2 separate regions of the Danio rerio genome follow, and region 1 is linked to region 2. A link is a contact called in public HiCAR-type data. All regions are on one chromosome and are shown on one strand. The core of a region is the stretch at or near the end of the contact, and the rest is flanking DNA. Distances in the headings are between cores, read along the strand shown.

Evidence for each region. HiCAR-type assays count read pairs that join an accessible place to other places.
Region 1: a HiCAR-type map of caudal fin shows a contact between it and region 2, with 4 times the contacts expected there. The contact joins the promoter of prr7 here to the promoter of grk6 in region 2. A contact is called at or near these places in 1 of 18 Hi-C or Micro-C datasets (an unstated tissue) and 1 of 4 datasets of contacts at active chromatin or transcription factors (caudal fin).

The regions. Positions count from the first base shown.
Region 1 is chr21:40,433,498-40,438,834 of GRCz12tu, forward strand. It overlaps prr7 (proline rich 7 (synaptic)), which reads left to right and starts at 1,589. Exons shown (of 3, transcript XM_005173879.6): 1 at 1,589-1,918.
Region 2 is chr21:40,294,210-40,299,064 of GRCz12tu, forward strand. It overlaps grk6 (G protein-coupled receptor kinase 6), which reads left to right and starts at 3,014. Exons shown (of 16, transcript XM_684691.10): 1 at 3,014-3,181. The coding sequence starts at 3,130.

The sequences.
Region 1 (5,337 bases), core at 339-2,838, 140 kb after region 2:
AGATACCCAAGATATTTTACCAAAAACTATATATGTATATATATATATATATATATATATATATATATATATATATATATATATATATATATATATATATATATATATATATATATATATATATGGTTGTTGGTGCCAGATTTGCTGGTCAGAGTGTTTCAGAAACTGCTAATCTACTGAGATTTTCATGCACAACCAACTTTAGGTGTTACAGAGAATGGACTGAAAACAAGATAATAGTTCTGTGGGCGCAAATGCCTTGTTGATGCCTGAGGTCAGAGGAGAATGGCCAAACTGGTTCCAGGAGATAGAAAAGCAACAGTAACTCAAATAACAACTCGTTACAACCATGGTATGCAGAAGAGCATCTCGAAACGCACAACACGTCCAACCTTGAGGCGGATGGGCTACAGCAGCAGAAGACCACACTGGGTGCCACTCGCCCACTCCTGTCAGCTAAGAACAGGAAACTGAGGCTACAATTCACACAGGCTCACCAAAATTGGACAATAGAAGATTGGACAAACATTGAGGGGTCTGATGAGTCTCGATTTTAGCTGCGACATTCGGATGGTAGGGTAAGAATTTAGTGTCAACAATGCATGGATCCATACTGCCTTGGATGAATAGTTCAAGCTGGTAGTGGTGGTGTAATGGTGTGGGGGATATTTTCTTGGCACACTTTAGGCCCATTAGTACCAATTGAGCATTGTGTCAACACCACACTTGCCGCAAAACCACACACGTACTCAAATGTCCACAATCACCAGATCTTAATCCTATAGTGCACCTTTGGGATGTGGTGAAATGGGAGATTTACATCTTGGTCTGCAGCAGCTGCTTGATGCTATCATGTCAATATGGACTAAAATCTCTAAAGAATATTTCCAGTCTCATGTTGAATCTATGCCACAAAGGATTAGGGCAGTTCTGAGGGAAAAGGGGGTCCAACCCAGTACTAGTAAGGTGTACCTAACAATATATATATATATATATATATATATATATATATATATATATATATATATATATATATATATATATATATATATATATATATATATACATATAATTTTTTATTTATTTATCTTTTTAGGATGTACACAGTCTTTTGTATGTGTTTACTCTAAATATATGATTAACTATGTAAATTTCATATTGTTAGCTGGTTGCATGGTTATTTATTAATTTAACAGTTTTTTAACATCATATGTACAGTATAGTACAATACTGTTCCATTCTTCCTATATTTTAGCATGTTCTGTATTATTTAAAATGTTATATCTTTATTGTTATTTTCCTACATTTTTAAGTAAATCACCATTTTACAGTATGTGTACATATATTTGAGAGCACCTTTAGAAGTCACAGTGAGAAGTTGAAACAACCCGAGAAGATAGTTGATGTAAAGTTCATAGGCATCACTTAACCAAACACTCACAACCGCATCATAAACTTGACCATAAACAAACACAACCAACAAGCGTATTCTGACACAACCGTGCCACTTCAAATGCTTTGTTCTACAAACAGTTAAAAAGGAGGAGCGATCATGTCAGTTTGTTTGGAAAGCCGTTATCCACAATTTGATACACAGAGTCCTCGTGAAGCAGCAGCTCATCGCGCGCGGAGCGCCAGTGTGGGTGTTTCATGACGCGCGCGCGTCAATTACAGGTGTCCATTAACCATCGCGCGCATCACGACCCTCGAGGAATTACGCGGAACACCAAACGCTTTCTGTTCATCCAGGTAAACATTAGTCAAGACACTCAAGAACACACTCATTTAGAGTCTGCTTATACCATCATGTGCCACTGACAACTACGGCAACTTTATTTGGACGGAGTCACGTCCCGTCTATTGAAATGGTGTCACGCGTCTGAAAATGAACTCATCGTGACTGGAAGACGCTTGACATGTAAGTACGAGCCTAAAGGAATATGTATGTGTTTCTGTTTGGATGTAAGCTGTAATAGGTATTGTGATAATGAGAGTATAGGATACGTTTAATAAAAGCACAGTAATTATTTTTATGCCCTTGAATGTTGTTGTTGTGTATGCTCTTCGTAATATACAGAAAATGTGTGTTTTTTGTCTGTCACTGCCTATTGCGCACATTTTTTCACAAGCATCACCCACCTGCAAGACTGCACATCATCACTGCTACAATAAACGTCGATTATTTATACTAGAATCATATTGTTTACTTATTTAAAGCGATGATGTTTGGTTTCCAAGCATTGGGAATAAACAATTCTGTAGGCTGATTACAGAAAAAAAGCACATTCCTCTTTTGCTTTATAAAAACTGTTGTATTTTATCTTGATTATTTATTGAAAATTTTTTAAGATAAAAAAAAACATTTCAGTATACAGAATTAGCATGTGGTTTTCATATCAAACATAGTATTATGCAATGCATTGCATCAATGACATTGTGTTGTTAATAGGGGGCATCACTGAGGTTAGGCAGAGTCACATTTTTTCCTCAGTAAAGTAACAGGTGATGACATCCTTCTCCTCATTCATAGAGCTTGTGTTTAGCCCTCATGTTGTCTTAGAATTTTGTATACACCGTTTGACCGTTGGGTCAAAATTACCCGCCCTCACTAAACCTCTAAAGCAAATCAATTTAATTTCAATCTTTAAATCTATTTTGCATAAAGAATCAACCTCATCTTCATCACAAATTAAATATCTAGGTTTTTCCTTATCATCAGTGTGGAGTTTTGGTCAATGTTTAGTCAGAGGACAGCATTAGTTTTCAATGAAGTGTAGGGTATATTTTCTAAAGGTGCTAAAGGCACCTGCATAAGTGTAAAAGTCTTTAGCAAGGACAGTATTCACAACAGCTAAAGCAGAGGATTCTTATTGTGTATGTTTGGGGTCAGTGTGTTTTGTAGTGGGCATGTGTGTGCCAGTAGTTGTTATGGTGTAAAACATTGTTTTATTGATTGACCTTTAGGACAACTGTTCAGGGTTCATATGGTCATAGAAAACATGGAAAAGTCATGGAATTTTGACATGGCATTTTCCAAGCCTGAAAGGTTTTCGAAAACCAGAAAATCCCACAAAGGTTTGGAAAAGTCATGAAAACTAGTTTAACAAATATCTGTATACTTGAATTAGAGCTGCGCGATATTGGAAAAATCTGACATCATGGTGTTTTGTATTTCTGTGATTTATATTGCGATGTGAACTTTTTCACCAGGTGATTTAACAGGTTTATTTGGATTGATTTTGGGGATATTGTAGAGGAGTGAATCTCGAATAATATTTAATAAATAAATTGCTAGCATAGATAAATAAAATATATTAAAGATATAAGTGAATTATAGTTTTCAGGTATTCACTATTCAGGTACAGATATTGAATAAGCAACACTACATAGTCTTCAAGTATACTATTTAATCTTTATTAAAGTTATAAAAAACAGATGTTTTAAAATGTGAAATATGGAAATGCAACACAATCACAGGACTTAAAGGGACAGTTCACTCAAAGATTAAAACGCACTTACTATTTACTCACACTTGACTTCTTTCAATACTATAGGAGTTATTAAATTATATTATGTTTGTGTTCAATAAAAAAAAAAAAAAACTCAGAAATGTTTGAAACAAGTAAAGGGTGTAATGAAAATGGCAAGTCATTTTTGGGTGAACTATCTCTTTAAAAATGCATACAGATGATAAACTTTTATTCCATTATGATTAAACCCTATATTAAACAATAATCCCAACATAGCATATCCTGCGTTGTGATTATTGCGGATGCACACATTGCGATATCGATGATGAAACGATATATTGTGCATATCAGTGGAGTGTAAGCATGATCAAAATCAATTTTACATAGATATAAAAACAAATTTAGGCAAAATAGATTGTTGCGTGTTCTATGATATGCTGTTATAAATTTGAACGTCTTTGTTTTTCTTATTATTTACCCTGTATATGTAGACATTGCATGAAACATTACGTCATGAAAATGTACTTGAAAGTTCTAGAAAAGTCATGGAATATTAGTAGTAAAAATGTGTGTATGAACCCTGACTGTTGTACTAGGGTTGCATGGAAAATATGACATTACGATATTTTGTTTTGTTGCGATATATATAGTGATATCAATATATTTTTATCAGATGATTTAACAGCTCTTTTTGTAAAGATTTCACCCTTTTAGATGGACTGGGATGTTCAAGTCTTCTATGCAATGCATCTGCATAAACTATAATAAATTTGAAGCATGTAAATACAACAGAGCCAAAAGAAAAGTTAAATAAACAGTGCTTTACGGTTTTCTGGGGTGTCAAACAGTATTTAAGTAGAGAAATTAACAATAAAATGTATTATTGTCATTATTGCTATTATAAAAAATAGGTTTAATAATATCTTTATCTTTAAATCTTTAATAAACAACCTAATCCTGTGATATAACTATTGCAGATACACACATTGTGATGTCAATGCTCAAGCAATATATTGTTTAGCCCTATGTTATACCATAAATCTGTATAGCCTTCATGAAAACATAAAATTATACTTTTTTTTTTTGTAATGTTGGGGTCTTTTTAAAGAAAAAAAGATTAACAAAACATGGTTTAGAGTTGTTGTTCTGCTGTTAAAATGGTCATTTTTGACCTGTACATCAGCAGGAGGGTTAATAGAGTTCTCTGACAATTCTTCTATTCTGAATCACTATCAAGGTAGTTAGGTATGTATGTTAAACAAAACCGAACAAATCAAAAAAGCAACCCCATCGCAGAAAACATTTCAGAATCAAATATTATGTATTGACTTATATTGGCAGGGATGTTACTTCAGTGTGAAACAGCTCTTTTAGTTCCTGCAGTTAATCTATAGGTTGTGTCCTCAAAGCATGACATAACTGTAGACGTTTTAAAGGCAGTGTTTAGATGACAACATTCAGAACGAACGCCAAAAAGAAAATGCCAGAGATGATGCAGAACAAAGATAAATCGTCTTTCTGAAGGTCACCAAGATCTGGATTGAGGCTTGAGAGATGTGAATGTGTGTAGGAAATAAAGTGTTTACTAGATCAGTTCACAGTACAGCAGAACTGGTTATGTAAGTTGTCTTACTCTTAGTCATAAAACGGCATATTTATTTGCCGGCATTCGAGAGCTGTGATTAACTGGCAAAAGAGGTGCAATGTTGAAAACCATCATTAATGTTCAAGCAGTCTCAAAATACATAAGTGTGTGAAAACTTGAGCGGTTGACACTGTTTCCTTACGATGTTTCTGAAAAACTGTACTCCCTCACTCTCAATGTACGAAACTGATACTTACCCCCTAAAGTCATTGAGCGAGCTGT
Region 2 (4,855 bases), core at 1,764-4,263:
AACAACAACAATAATAATAATAATAAAAATATTTAATAATAATAATAATAATAATAATAATAATAATAATAATTATTATTATTATTATTATTATTGTTGTTATTATTATTATTATTGTAACTGTTTTGCTTGGTGTCCACCCTAGAGCGTCTTGCTTGAACTGTCTATATCAGTCTGGTGGTAGCTCATGAATATTTATAAAGTAACTCTGACGTGTGTGTAGGGCTTATTAATATTTATATTGTGAATATGAAAGCAGAGTACAAATAAACAATTTGTCATTAGTTCCCAATGTGTTTATGTTGATAAGTGAGAATTTAAAAAAAGCCTTTAAATTAGGTTTGTTTGTTTGTTTGTGTGGGTCTGTATATATAAGTTACAAACCAGACTGATCCCACTATCCTGATAAACTAAACTATAATAATAATAATGTTGATGATAATAATAATAATAATAATAATGATAATAATAATAACAGTAATAATAACAGTAATACTAATAATAATATTAATAATAATAATAACAATAGTATTTAATATTATTTTTTATTTATTTACTTAATTATTTACTTTTATTTATTACACACACGTTGTAGGACTAAGAACACAAATTGTTAAGACATTTACATTAAACTTTCACATTAAACAGTTACATTCAGTGTAGTAAAGAGGCAGCAGTTATGACTTAACTTTCAAAAATATATTCAAAGTCTGGCCTGCCAGAAAAAAAGGATGTTATTTAATTGTTATTATTAGTAATATTATTATTATTGCTGCTGCTGTTAAAATGTTTGTATATAAGGTTGGTTCTGATTTACTGGGTATAAGTGTTACCTCTAGATGGAGATATAAAACAATTTTTGGAAAACACACAGTTATTTGCAGTTCCATTTCGTGTGCACTTGGTCTTTAATAGATTATGTGAGTAAATGTAAAAGTGCACGTGGTCTGTGGCACGCCATATGTCTTTTTAAAAACGTTAGTCCGATTATTTTATTATCAAAGGAAAGACTTGACATACCCCTCAGTAAACCGCGGTCCGTTCTACATTTTTAAATGTAATACAGCATACATTAAACATCCCATGGGGAATGTTGATACACAGTATCTTTATATAACACGTGCAATCTTCCATGTACAATTCATCTACATCGTTGTGACCGGTGACAAACTGAAGTAGGAAATTACGAAACTACTATGGCGAAGGATGGAGTGACATCACGTGACATTAACGCGCAAATCCATTTGAAGTCAGAATTATTAGCCCCCCATTGATTTTTATTTTATTTTTTAAATATTTCCCAAATAATGTTTAACAGAGCAAGGACATTTTCACAGTATGCCTGATAATATTTTTTCTTCAAGAGAAAGTCTTATTTGTTTTATTTCTACATGAAAAAAAGCAGTTTAAAAAAATTTAACAGAACAAATTGTTATACAATAACTTGCCTAATTACCCTAACCTGCCTTAACTAAATTAACCCAGTTAAGCCTTTAAATGTCACTTTAAGCTGTATAAAATCATCCTAAATATTATTAATTATAAAATAAATCAGTTATTAGAACTGAGTTATTAAAACTATTATGGTTAGAAATGTGATAAAAAAAATCTTCTCTCCTTTAACAGAGAGGCAAATAATTCAGGGGGCTAATAAATCTGTCTTCAACTGTAACTGTTTTTTTATTTTAATGTTGTCATTATATATATATATATATATATATATATATATATATATATATATATATATATATATATATATATATATATATATATATAAATGAAAACATTTCAATAATTCTCATTATTGTTATTATTAGAGTTTAGTTTATCAGGATATTAGGATCTGCCAAGGTGTTGTGGTTTGCAACTTGCTATGTACAGACACACACAAACAAACTTAATTCGAAGGCAGTTTTTTTTTTTAATTTGTGCTTATCAACATTAACACATAGCTAATGACGAACTGTTTATTTGCTTTCATATTTAAATTTGAATTAGAATTGTATTAAATGGGAGATCCCCTTGAGGTGAACCATCTTATTTTCGAGGGGGTCCCTAAGAGATACACAAATCAAGCAAATTACAACACATCATAACAAACATACAGTACAGCTAAACAAACAAACAAACAAACAAACAAACAAACAAACAAACAAGCAGCACACTTCACTTGAACCCCACAATCTATACCTACAACTAGGGCCAGACAGAATCTGCAAACATTTTTTTTGCTATTTTTATGGAAAATTTTGTAAAAAAGTATCATAGTATCATAACTGACAACTTAATATATGAAATAAAAAATAATACTTTCTTGAAGTTTATTTAATGTTTACAATGCAAATCCAATTAGATCCACTGGTCCATTGGTAAACAAAGCAAGTCTCTCATATAATTTATCTACTAAAAGACAGAAAATATTACTTTTCAAATGGTATTGTATATAAATCATATGAATAATATTACAACTTTTGTATCACAATAATATTAGTGAAATCAAGTTAAAAACGGAATAAATATACATTTACACACATTAACACATGTAAATGCACAGACTCAATGAGAAATTACAAACTATTTTATTGACAACTATTTGATGACTATTTGACAAATTAATAATAAGCATTTAAATCGGAACCAAAATTAATAACATTTACAAAGTGTTTCCAAAAAATAAAATAAATTAATATTAAATTCATATGAAAACAAATTAGTATTTAAAAAGCCAACTGAAATTGGTTTAAAAGGAGAAGGGAATATGTATAAGTATACATATTAATGAGAAGCCCTTCGCACACGTCAGACTTGCTTTATAAATATTCATGAGCCACGACTGGACCGTTATAGACCGTTCAAGCGAGACGCTCTGGGCTGGTTACCAAGCAACGTCAGCATGTCTCATTAATATTCATAAGCGCAGGCTTTACCATAGTAGGCTCTGCCATCGACGTAAACCCGAAGCTTCTGGGCGGGGAATCGGAGGAGCAAAACGGCAGAGAGGAGAGTCATTCAGGGTTAATAATATTCCGCCGTGGGGGGGAGCGGGGGAGGACACATACACACACACACATACACTGCCAACCCGGCGACGAGGTTGGGCCTGCGGTGCCTGCCTGCAACCCAGGAAACATGGAGCTCGAGAATATCGTGGCCAACACTGTTCTGTTGAAGGCGAGAGAAGGTAAGACATGACAGCCCGCCGGATTGTTGTCACTTTTGACAGCTGCGATCCTCAATCGCCGTGCTTTGCGTCTCAAAACGGTGGGGATTCCCCCAAAGGAAGTTAGGCCAAAAAGACAAGAGCAATGCAATGAAATAAATGCTCGCTTTGTGTTTCTTAATTATTTACGAAACACCGGATCAAACTGAGTGTTACACATTGATCACGGTGTGTTTATCGCCGTCTGTTCTGTTGTGTTCCTAACCTTGAGCAAGACCTGTCAGACGTAAAAGAAAAGAGAATAAACAAATCCGTTTCTGTCAAAACCCTGCTTGGATTCTACGACGTTTCTGTGAACGGACAGGTTTTGTGTGTAAAGGAGAAGCGATAAACACTGCTGTCTGTAGTGTTATGTATTGACAACAGTCGTTAGTGTCTGTGTGCTCGAGATAAGCGCTTGAATTAACTCAACCGTTTGAATTAACCGACCCTATGGTTTTGACAGTGTTGCTTAAATAGTGAACTACCTGCGTATGTGGCCGGGCGCGTAACATCATGTTTCAAAATGTTGTTTTGAAGGCAGTTTGTTTTAATTGTCGTTGTATTCTGCAGGTGTTTTCCTCAAACATGAGGGAATCCTGCTGCTTTTTTCCCTCTAGTCTGTGTTCGAGCATTCTTGTTCTGCACACCTGGGCAGCTACATTTATACAGTATACTGGTCAGCAGTGAGAGAAAGAGTACTGAAAATCATACTCAAGTAAAAGTACCATTACTTGCCTAAAATGTAGTTCAAGTAGAGTAAAAGTATCTGTTGTAAATATTACTCGGCGTATGAGTAAAACAGCCATTTTAAATGTTAAAAGTGAGTAGCGAGTATTGCACTGATGCGTTTACATGCAATTTGTGGATGTGTGTAAACGTAACATTCTGTAGTGCATCAAGTTATTGCTCAGCAGGCACTCAACATCGTAAGATGTTAATATTAAGTTAGGTCATGATGTTAGGGGACCATAATTCAATAGCTAGCCAGCATCTAAGGACAAAGTTATTTTGATTTTCAATATAGACATCAAATGAGGTTGATGTTTGGTTAATATTAGGTTGTGTTGGTGGCTAAAATATAATGTGGAGCCAACATTTTAAACCAACATTATATTGACATCAAATACTGACATTTATTTGTCAGGTATGGCAACCAAAACCCAACGTCTGATAAATGTCATTGTAGTTACGTCCACCCAACGTCAAGCTGTAATGTAACATTAATATTTGGTTGATTTTAGCTTGGTTGTTGGACATTGACATCGGCCTGACGTTGGGTTTTGATGTCAACTCGATTTTCAGTTCCAAACAAGATGCAACGTCACTACGACGTTGAGGGTACAATGTCAATTTGACGTTTTGTTTCTGCTGGATGCTTAAGGTCATTTTGGTCTTTGGTAGTTCTGTATGATGCGATTTACTTTCTATGTGCAATTTGATTGGACAGGAATCACAGGACTGATTTTTCTAATCCCCATTGGCAGGAAAAAATAGTGTACTGTAGTGACTGCAGTTTGAAGGAAAGTAGTGAAGTAAAAGTACCAATACAGCACTGTAAATGTACTCAAGGGAAAGTAAAAGTACACATTTTAAAACTACTTGGTAAATGACAATTTCTGAGAAAAACTACTCAATTACTGTAGTTTGAGTGTT